Linked DNA regions of Mus musculus: region 1 is linked to region 2. The links are chromatin contacts, called in public HiChIP or PLAC-seq maps. All regions are on one chromosome and are shown on one strand. Each heading gives the region's core, a stretch centred on a gene start, on an enhancer-like site or on the middle of the called end of the contact. The rest is flanking DNA. Distances are from core to core; before and after follow the strand shown. Region 1 overlaps Fkbp15 (FK506 binding protein 15). Region 2 overlaps Snx30 (sorting nexin family member 30).

What was found. HiChIP or PLAC-seq counts read pairs in DNA pulled down with a chosen protein or histone mark.
Region 1: an H3K27ac HiChIP or PLAC-seq map of embryonic stem cells shows a contact between it and region 2, with 7 times the contacts expected there. The contact joins two enhancer-like sites. A contact is called at or near these places in 3 of 39 promoter capture datasets (cranial neural crest, frontonasal cranial neural crest and hippocampal neurons) and 1 of 115 datasets of contacts at active chromatin or transcription factors (embryonic stem cells).

What each region holds. Positions count from the first base shown.
Region 1 is chr4:62,312,617-62,318,183 of GRCm38.p6, reverse strand. It overlaps Fkbp15 (FK506 binding protein 15), which reads left to right. Exons shown (of 28, transcript NM_001045528.2): 20 at 3,759-3,930. Among named protein-coding and RNA genes, the nearest start is that of Slc31a2, 29 kb to the right of the region's middle. Within about 2 kb of position 1,528, at least 17 of the 459 cell types and tissues checked have an H3K27ac peak or open chromatin away from gene starts, as enhancers often do. A contact at or near this core is called in embryonic stem cells, where this site is marked.
Region 2 is chr4:59,894,040-59,899,789 of GRCm38.p6, reverse strand. It overlaps Snx30 (sorting nexin family member 30), which reads right to left. Exons shown (of 9, transcript NM_172468.2): 8 at 5,113-5,265; 9 at 1-882. The coding sequence ends at 823. Among named protein-coding and RNA genes, the nearest start is that of Slc46a2, 18 kb to the left of the region's middle. Within about 2 kb of position 3,564, at least 81 of the 459 cell types and tissues checked have an H3K27ac peak or open chromatin away from gene starts, as enhancers often do. A contact at or near this core is called in embryonic stem cells, where this site is marked.

The sequences.
Region 1 (5,567 bases), core at 279-2,778, 2.4 Mb before region 2:
CAGATGTATGCCACTATCCCTGGATGATTTACTTTTTAAACATTTGTTGTTTGAGTCAGGGTGTCACTACATAGCACTGGCTGGTTTGAAACTAGCTATGTAGACCAGGCTGGCCTTGAACTTGAAGAGATGTGCCTGCCTCTGCCTCAGAGTGCTGGGGTTGAAGGTGTGCACCAGCTTTAATCTACTCTAGCACTCTCCCTGCGACCTCTCTTGAAGGGAGAACAGCAGTTCCTTTCAGGAGGCAGATTTCTGCTGCCAAGCATTGCTCAGGAAATATGGTTAAGTGTTCAAGGAATATTTGGTAAGTGAGCTATGTAAAAATCAGTTTTCTTATAAAGTAATGATCCAGAGTGGGAGACCAGTTAGAGGAGCTGGGCTTCATGGGCTTACTTTAAAAAGAACAAATCCTGGCCGGCCCAGAAGGAAGAAAGCACTTGCTCAGGGCTTCATTCTCAGCCCCGTCCTCTCACACCAGCGTGTGTCTCTGCTGATGCTGCTTTCTGCTTCTAGAGTCAGTGCTTTCTTGTCTTTGAATCCTTGCTGGGTTTCCTAGCTCCACCTCAACCGTGGACATTGTTCCAGAGTAGGAACCAGAGAGTCTTCCCACTACCATGTCGGTTTCTGCTGACTTCCTTTCCTTCTGGACATTGCTATCCCTGACAATTTTAAAAATATGATCATGTCTATAAATAGCTTCATACACACACACAGTAACATGTACTCTTTTCTAATTTACAAAAGTTGGATCTGTTCATTCTAATAAAATACCCATAACATAGAAATTACCTATAATCCTTCCATTCAAAGATAACCATGGTTAATATATTATTGTCGTCTTTGAGTAAGGGCATGCATTTGTGTGGGAGTATTTTTATGCTTCTATACTAGGCCTTTGTAGGTAAGAATCTGAGATAGAAATGTTTGAAGCTGATCATAGCAGTGCATGCCTGCAATCCTAGCATTTGGGCTGGGGTAAGAGGATCATTAACTTGAGGCCAGTCTGGGCTAAACAGTGAGATGCCACTTTAAAAGAAATTGTGGGGAAGCACTTTTGAGAGTCCCCTATTCTGTCCTTTTAGACAAGATGTGTCTTTAAGGTCTTGATAGGGGCTCTGCTCTAATTGGTGAACTCTCTAAGCTACACAGAGGTTCAAAGCTGTCTGAGTTCTATGTTAGTTCATTTTTCATGGGCTGTGTGAGGTAGAATAGCAAGTAAACTTTACTCTTTATTCTGTGTTAGGAAGATGAAGCCCACTCTGGAGATTCTAGATAAAAATAAAAATCTAAATGCTTACTTAGGTATTCTATGGCTGTGAAGAGGCACTGTGACCATGGGAACTCTTACAACGGACAACATTTAATTGGGGCTGGCTATCATGGTGGAAAAGCATGTCTGTGTGCAGACAGACATGGTGCTGGAGGAGCTAAGAAGTTCTTGCTCCAAAAGCAGCAAGAGACAACTGACTTGAGTTTCTGAGACCTCAAAACCTGCCCCCACATTGACACACTTCCTCCAGCAAGGCCACACCCATTCCAGTAAGGCCACATCCCCTCATAATACCACTCCCTATGGGGCAAGCATTCAAACACAGGAGTCTATGGGGACCATTTGTACTCAAGCTTTCACACTTACTGTAAAGGTCATTTATACTCTCAGATTCGTGGCCTAGTTATTTTTAAGTCATACACATTTGTTTCATTTCCTTTACCTTTAGGGGAGCCAAAATACCAGACTTTAAATTGAAGCTAGAAAGTTGATAAAATATTTGGGAATAAGGCAAGGAATAGACAGTTTTTTGTATATGTGATTCTAGGGGTTGAATTTAGGGCTTAGTACATGCTAGGCAAGTGTCCCGCTACTGAGATATAGCCTCAGTCCCAGCAATAAGTACCATGTGTGCACAGTGAATACCATCAGAAGCTACAAATAACAGAAGAAAGTAGACAGCTGTAAACTGTGCACTAAAACATGCAACAATGTAGAGGGAATCGTGGTGTCAATATCACAGCATAGGGAAGTCATCCCAACCACAGAAGCAAGCCTGATCCCCACAGAGCACCCCCACACTGCCTTGCGACGTCTGAGTTTGTGTGCTGTGGAGCGGCAGTTCAAGGGAACGGATGCAGTAGCTGGCTTTTTGTGACTGTCCGTCATCATTGTTGTCATCATCTCTGGTGCTCAGAATACCCTGTGAGAGTCCTCAGTCACCTCACCTCCATCACACGGTCCCTGAGGACATCTGGGCTCTTTCAGCTGGTGCTTGCCTAGCATAGAAGTGTTAGGTGGCACAAATGCTATTTCTCATCAGCTTGATTGAACTTTTGGTTAAAGGGTGATGAAACATGTAGAATATGTTCCTGATGGAAGAAAACTAACAATATACAAAATTTCACATGGATTTACTCTGATCTAGCAGTTCTGCATCTAGAAATATTCTAAAAGGCTCTTGCATACTGAGGGGATCATTGCATACAATGGAGCTGAAATGCTCACAGGTATGATGAGAAAGACAACAAACACTCCATGTGTGCTACAATACAGAATAAACTACCTCACATCCACACACTACAATATGATTCAGATTTTAAAAGGGGGGGGAGGGGAGAAGACCCATATGTACTATTGAAGAATATATAACATATCTGCTGTTTTATCTGGAATGTGTGAAGACTCAGTATGTATATAAAGAATCACTTTATACAAATGGGAATTTGAATGCATATGTCTTTTGCTACATTTTTATTTATATATTTGTGTTCATATATATATATGTGGGTATGCATTTACTACAGTGCACATGTGGAGATCAACTTTCCAGTATCAATTTTCTCTTCCCACCATATGAGTCCTGGAGATCAAACTCAGGTTGTCGGTCTTGGCAACAGGCATCTTTACCCACTGAGCTATCTTGCCAGCTCCTGAAAAAAAATATTTCTCTATGATTATCAGAATGAGGCAATACAGAACTGGATAAAATGGGGTTTGTCACTGTTTAAAGTCTTTTTTAAAAATTGAACAATAGAACATTATCTTTTTAAAGAATTTGTGACAAATCATTTTGAAAGACTCATGTAAAATATAATCCAATCAGCAAGAAGAAAGTTGAAAGCACTCAGGTTCTCTGTAGATTGGCTATTGGTGCAAAATACCCGAAAGTTCTTTACATACAGACCATGTTACAAAAACAGAATAATATTTAACATACTATTTGATAATCTACTTATATTCTTCATTTAGCAGTAGGTTCCAGCTGTATTCCACGCCACTGAGTGTTCTTTTCAAATATATAATGTTGATAGCATACGGATACATGGTTCCTATTTTGCTTAAGTCTTTTCAGTGTTTTGTGTTAGTTTTGCATTCTCTTACAACTTAATGCTGCATTGAACAGCCTTAAAACAAACTTTTGTCATCTCTTATAGTGCTTGTTTCTCGGATATTTGCTTTTGAAACAGTCTTTTTACATAACAAAGGCTTGTCTGGAACTCCTTATCCTCCTGCCTCAGCCTCCAAAGTGCTGGGATTTCAGCTGTGTACCACCACATTGGCTTGTGGAGTACTTACTAGGTATAAGGCATTTCTGCAACAGAATTCAGCCTGAGACCTTGTGCACTTTCGAGGTATGATTTTAGTCCAGTGCAGGTGGAAGGTATCCTTTCCTCCCTTCAGTCCTGTCAGCTTAGAGTTACAGGAGGTTGAATCAGCACATGGAATGCCCACATCTAAAGTGATGGTGCCCTTTGTCACTGTGCAGGCCAAGGTAACAGAAGAGTTAGCAGCAGCTACTGCACAGGTGTCTCACCTGCAGCTGAAAATGACGGCTCACCAGAAGAAGGAGACAGAATTGCAGTTGCAGCTGACAGACAACTTGAAGGAGACAGATCTTCTCAGGGGCCACGTCACCAGGCTCCAGGCTGACCTCTCGGGTAAGCTCTCAGAGGAGAACGGCAGCATGGCTCCATTTAAACTTGAGTTAAATGGCATCCTTCCTCTCCTTCCCTTCGGCCTAATGCTCATGGCACTCGTGAAGGACTGAGCTTCAAGGGGGACTGGTAGAAAAACTCCTCAGGTGTTTTACATGGACGGGAAGACAGCTCTCCCTCAGAAATTCAGTAGTACTTGATGAGTCGCACTGTTTCTCTGTGGGAGGAAATCCTGAGTCATAACTTGGTGGATTGTGAAGAAAGAAGCACTTCCTGCTGTGGTTTCCTCCTTCCTGGAGATTTCCTCCTTCCTGGAGATTTCCTCCTTCCTGGATTGCAGTGCTGCAGCCTGGACTGGAGGCTCAGAGCTCTGCCGTAAGCACAACCCTACTGACCACTCTGCTGACCGCTCTTCCGCTAGCCCATCTGTTTTGCTTTTCATTGTGTTTTCTTGGAATAGCTGTGTTTAGAGGGTGTGCTCACTTGGCAAGCTCGCCATCATAGTATCTCCAATCCGCTCTAAAATCTGCCTCTCACAAGTTCCCCAGCTTGTTCTAGACCATCTGGTCTTTCTTTAAACCCTTTATCTCTTAGGTGCATTATTCTGATCATCAAGGTAGCCTTTGATAAGCATCATTTATAAATCTATTCTTCCCACTAGAATACAAGTCCTGAAGGTCAAGGACAGTGATGTACTCCTTGTAAAATCCTTTCCTCCATATGAGGGTTACTTCAGTGCTTGGCACAGGGTAGTGACGAAGACATGCTGACTAGCTAGAAGTTTGTGAATGCCAGCATGTTCCCTCATGTCTCGGTAGAGAAACCTGTGTGCAAGGCAACTGGGACCATGGGCAGGAACAGAGGCTGCTGCAGCAGAGAGAATGGATGTTGTTTTTTCAACAAAATCTCAATTGCTCAAGTTTAACAATAAACACTCAAGAGCCAGATGCTGGAGAAAAAGCCTGCTAGCTCATAGAGGCAGAGAAAGCACCCAACTGACCTTCCTCCTCAGCTCAAGTCCCAGAATGAATGCCTCTCTTTCTTGATGTCTCAAAAAGCCTCCTTCACAATGTCCCTCCCTTCTACTTCCTGTGCATCTCTCTCCATCCTCCTGACTCCCTCTTACTCTCTGTTTTTTTTTTCTTAATAATCCTATGTTCACTTCCTGTCAACTGGTTGTTTGCTCCACTTCTTGACCTTGGTTGACTTTATTTAATCCTGTTTACAATATTCAAGAGAAAGTAATTGGATTAAAGGTGTGTGCTAGGGCGGGTTTTTCCAGTACGTAACACAATCTCAGGGTTCACAGTATGATCAAATATTCTATAACACCTGTAGATATTTCACTTCTGCTTTTCTGGTTTCTCCTGACAGTTCCTTGTGACAGTTACTTCAAGAGTTAGTTTTAGCATATTAAATTAAAATATAACCCCACCCCCAACCTTATTTGAGAAGGAATATTTTGAAAGCAAATTCTTGGTTAAATGTCCTAACTACCAAGAAGGCTGAGAGTCCTAGCCATGCAGCGAGAGGGCTGTGAGCTCTGAGCTCTGCTCAACAAGACACCCATGTGGTCGTTTAGCGATGGACATGGAATGAAGGTGGTCCCTGACTATCAGAGACCATTCTCTCACTTTGCT
Region 2 (5,750 bases), core at 2,315-4,814:
CATCACTGACAGCAGCTGTTTCCAAACAGGTCTAATCCCAACCACGATGACAGTTAACAAGCAAAACACATACACTAAGACCTTCACGGAGAAAAATGCACCTTTTTTTTTTTTCCAGTTCACACCAAAAAGCTTCTCATCTGTTGCATTCTGGTGTCAGAAACAAGATCCTGAGGCATCCCATAAGGACAAGGACGCTGGCGTGCTCACTCAAGCGTCAATGCTCACAGACACGGATTCAGGTGGCCCCACGTGAACCAGAAACAAGTCAACAGAGGCCACTCATCATGAGCAGGCAGCAGGCCACAGCCACGGCCACGGCCACAGGCTACAGGCCACTGTAAATTAAGGACTTTCTGAGAAGGTACCCACACCTCCTTCCATGCTGGGTCAGGTTAATGCCCTCACGGGTAAAGTGCAGAGCCACGGGGTCTCCACAGCAAGCTGCAGCTGCCTTCTTCATGTCTCCCCATGTCCCTGAAACGCAGGACTGGGGTTCTGTCCCACAATGGCAACTGGGCTGTCCCCAAAGTGATGTCACGTGTCATGTGGGGGTTATCTTGCCCCTCAGTTTCAAGTCTTTTAGTGTTCCATTTAAGAGGTTCCTTCACAATACGGAGGTATGCTGCTGAGAGATGATTACAGTCTCATAGACTCCAAGGAATAAATACTAACTGAAAACAACTGGGGGCGGGGGTAGAAAGTACACACACAAGAGGTGCTGTTGTGCTGTTTTCCCACGGCGACCTCTCCGGCACTGCAGGGACATTCTGGTTCAGGGTTCCATGCCCTGTGGAGGCAGAAGAGTCTCTGTTCCAAAACCTACTTAGTCTCTTGCTTCTCTTGCAGTAGTGGAATAATGGACTCCCACGCCATGAGGCACTGGAACGAGAACACGCATACAAGGTCAGCTACTGAGTCCTACTCTGCTAATCCTCATCCTGCCAGGTCACCTCTATCTAGTGGCGCCTACGTCTGTTATCAATAGGGGAGGTGACAAGTGTTTGTCTGGAATCTGTCACCCCTACCTTTATTAAAGAGGCATGTCCTTATAAGGCTTGCATGCCTTCACTCTAGTGTGAAGCCTACACCCAATGTGTGGAAAGATCCACTCTCACTAAGCAAAAACCAGGCCAGGCAGGAAACGCTTGATGAGGACGGCAGCTCTGAGAACCGATAGAGGCATTGTTAGAGGTGTGGGCAGGGCTTGTCTAAGGATGGAGCCACGAGAGGCCAGCCACCTGGGTCAGGGTGGGTGGAAAGCACACTCTTGCTCACCTGAAGTCTGGTTTGCTTGTTTGGACAATTTTATATATCCCCAAAGACTGCAATGTTTACATTTATTTCTGCGTATGTAAAGGGTGAGGGCACATGTACCATGACATGCGTGTGGAGGTCAGAGGACAACCTTAAGGAGTTAGCTCTCTCTTCCCACCATGTGGGTTCAAGGGATCAAGCACAGGCTGTCAGGCTTGGCAACAAGCACCTTTACCCGCCCCACTGAGCCAACAATCAGGTTTTACTAGGCCTACATCCTGTTGTGTATTTTCTACTCATTATCCCACGGTCCACAGTTAGAGCAAGAACATGAATGCACACTGACACTCTTCTCGTTCCAGATCCTTCTGACAGGACAAGAACTTAGAAGACTTGGGCACTGCCTGAGAGTGGCTGACCCAGGACACACTGTCCTCCCTCTGAAAAACCTTTTGCAAAAGGGAAGGGCAAGCCCGCTGTACACACAGGCTCAGGGTGAAGAACTCTACCCTGAGTCACCTGGGCGGAGGTCTGCAGGGTGGGTGGAGAAAGGCAGCATGGGGCCAAGCAGAAAGAGGAGTGAGTGCTGAAACCTCTCCCTCACACCTTCCTTGTCCACTCTGAGGCTGGCGAGGAAGCCAGACTCGGACGCCTGTCCTAAACAAGGAAAGCCTAGTCAGCCTCGTGGAGCTTGCTTCCAGCAACGGACTGGGAGGGAGGCCCACGGCATTCTAAACTCAAGGCCACCCCTCACAGCTAAAAGGGCCGGCCAGCCGGCCGGCCTGCCTGCCTTCCTTCCTTCCTTCCTGTCCCAAGAGGGACATGCTGATCATTCTTTTCAGTCATCAAATGTGCCAAGCTCTTTCCTCACTTAGGGACCTCCATGTGCTGTGCCCTCTGCCCAGAGTATATGTTCTAAGGCTGCTCCGAGACTCCACGGGCTGCTCTTTCCTGACCACTCCATGGCCCCGAGGACTTTTTTCCTTGCTCCTTCCCTTTGGCACACTTATTCCATCCTTACCTCTGGGAATCTATCACTAATGCTTCTCTGATGGACTTAGGATGCCTACAGGGTTCGGCAAAGTCTGCTGTTGCTCAGCGGGTTATTTGGTCCCTTGCATATGAAATGTGCAGAGAAACAACCTCAGATACAGGGAGACACCAAGGTCAGGCTACAATGGGAAGAGACAGATGCAAGTGTGGGAGTTTAGAGATGGTGGTTCATCCACAACAGGCATGCTGGAGACACTGGACCTCGTTGGTTTTAGACTCTCAAATACGAGCATGGAGGTAAACTGTAATTGAGTGTCTGCCACATGCTGGACGTTCTGGTAACTTGCATGTGCATTGTACTTTATCTTTGCAATTACCCTGCAAAGATGATTAGTACTTACAAACGAAGAAAGAGAGGCTGCGCAGGTGCCTCCCCTAACACACAGCCAGCCAGAAGAGGCCTTGACTTCACATGGGGAGGACATTCTACCTGTCGCCAACAGTGTATGACCCCTGTTCTCCTAAGCTGGTTGGGTGGGGACAATCCAGACTGATGATTCCATCAGTTAAATACTTAGTTTGGTACTCCAAGACTGGTCAGCTTGGGAGGAATTTTTAAACTTCTGTGAATGATGGTTTCAGTCATAAAATTCTCTCTATCACACTACCTGCCGTGACCCTCGGAGTCCTGAGTCCTGCAATCCTGACTAGACGTGAAGGGAGAAAGGAGAGACACACAGACACACACACAGCAAAGCTCGGATCAGGAGGGTGTGTGTTCATTGTGATTGAGGGCTCATACTGCCAGCAACATGGAACCTCAGTGAGTTTATTAGGAATAGCATAGGGGGAGGGGTTGCTAGTATCTGAAGATCTCCTGCTACAAACATCTAGGAGGAAGCAGCAGTTCTAGTCTTCGAACACCCTGATCAATTATTCACAAACACTCATACTCAAACCCTAAGGAAAGCTTTGCTGTCCCCCATGCCTGGCACATAGGATGAAATGCATCTATGGGTTGGAGGCTTCGGGGTCCTTGGAATGGGTCAACAATGCACATACACTCAGGACTTTGGCTCACTCAGGGCTCCTCTGATACCTACACCGCTTGGCAGGATGAAGAGTTAAATTTAATGAGCTGGCAACTGCTAAGCACAGAGCTAATCCAGTTCAGAAGTAGTAGGGACTCCAGAGAAAAGGTGTGGAAGAGTAGTGGGCGGCTTTCTCCCCCAGCTCCCTTTAGTAAACCAGGCCGAGTGCGGGCACATCTGCTCAGAGCAGCAGCCACAACCACCTAAGCCTCAAGACAGCAGGGGCCAAGGACTGTTCTGTGTGGATTGCCCTGGTGCAGTTTGTATTTTGATGCTAATTATGCTTCCACAAGAGGTGATCTCAGGTGAAACGTCTCCCCATTTTAACAGGCCAAACAAAGATTAGAGCCCGTGATTGAGCAGAGGAAGGAAAAGGTGGGGCTGGGAGTTTTAGAGAGGGTAAAGGAGGAGGGGGAGACAAGGAGATGGAGGAGAGAGAGGAGGACAAGGAAGAAGAGATGGAAGGAAGATGGAACAGAACCACGTGGTCTGGAGGAACCGCAAGTAGCAAGGGATTTCATGGCTGGGGAAGAGAGCAGTGTAGTGGTAGATCTGCCCAATCTAGGCGTGCAGCTTATAAACATTATGACTGAGTTGTGTGCTGTTTGTACTTATTTGGGCTTATTGGGATTGGAGATTTAGCTCAACAGTCCTAGGGCCACAATCTAGGAGAGAGGCCTATCTCTAGCATCGTCCTACAGGGTTCTGTTCTGTTCCCAACAGCTGAATTTCAAGGCCAAGCTATTTCAACTAAAACTGGGCCATTGCTTAACTGTAAGTTTAGGCTACAAAAGGACATCAGGACTTATTGCTAGAAATGACTCCAAATTAGATACATAAGGAATGGACCTTGATTTTAGGAGTTGGCTCTTTTATCCTCTCCTTGTGTGTGTGTGTGTGTGTGTGTGTGTTAATGGGAATGCTAACTCTGAGGTCCACAAAGAATGTTTTAAAGTTCAACATTAACAACAAGTATTAGTGTGGTCTGGGGAAATGACTCAGCAGTTCAGAGCACCTGACTGCTTCTAGAGGTCCTGAGTTCAGCTCATGGTGACTCACAACCATCTGTAATGGGACCTAATTCCTTCTTCTGGTGTGTCTGATGTTTGTCAGCTTCAACAGATGACTGGAGGGGCCCACAGCATAGTGAGAGTGAAGACACCTTTATGTAAAACCACAAGGTAACATGAAGTAACCCCAAAGGCTCCATTAACTGGGGGTGCCCACATGCTGGTATCACCGGGAAGCAGCTGCCCAGTCACAGAGCCACTTCCTCCAGCAGGAGGAGGCCTAGGAGAGTGGGTGTCTGAGCTTTGAAACTCAGCACAGTCTGCCAGGGAACTGGGGTAGCTCACATGAGGCAGGTTAGGGATGGGACGTGGGGGATCTGGAAGACACCGGTGGTAGTTTGTATATGCTTAGCTCAGGGAGTGGCACTATTTGGAGGTGTGGCCTTGTTGGAGTAGGTGTGTCACTGTGGATATGGGCTTTAAGACCCTCATCCTAGCTGCCTGGAAGCCAGTCTTCCCCTAGCAGCCTTCAGATGAAGTACAGAACTCTTAGCTCCTGCACCACGCCTGCCTGGACACTGCCATGTTCCCGCCTTGATGATAATGGACTGAACCTCTGAACTGGTAAGCCAGCCCCAATTACATGTTGTCCTTATAAGAGTTGCCCTGGTCGTGGTGTCTGCTCACAGCAGTAAATCCCTAAGTAAGGCAATGCCCGTGAAAGGCCGTAGCTCCTGGGAAGCACAGTGGCATGTGTTCACCTTCTCATAATACTGGATATTCTTGTCAGCCAAGCCCACGAGCAGCTGCCGGAAGTCGTGCCGCTTGTTGCTCTGCCACCTCTCCATATCAGCCTTCAGGTCAGCGTTGAAGCACTCCATCCTATCCTGGCACTTCTCCACATCTGCTGGCACCTGGAAGGAAGACATATCCTTGGCTCCAAAGTGTGACTGGGTTCTCCTCCTCCACAAACACTGTTCTCAATTAGAATGTCAGAGGCTCCCTGGAAAGCAGGCCCTGGAAGGGTTTGTAAAAGGCACTGTCCTGCCCCAAGAATCATCTGACCCAACCGAGCAGAGCAGACACATGGGGGAACCATTCCTTCGTGTCAGAGTAAGGCGGTGTGGAGCCCCTTTAGGATTTACTCAGCCATGCTGACAAACAGCCCTGGGCACAGTGTCGCCTTGTGTCAGAACTAGAGGAGAAGGGGTTCCTGTTCTGGTCACATGAGCTAGCCCAATACTTATGATGTCTGATAACACCTTACCTTATTTATCTGAGTGAATTGAATAAGGAGTTTACCAGCCAGGTCCTCTGAACTCCCCATCACACATAAACGGGGCACCATTCTGCACTCTGGGTGGCAGTTAACCACAGAGCTCAAGAACAAAGGAAAAAA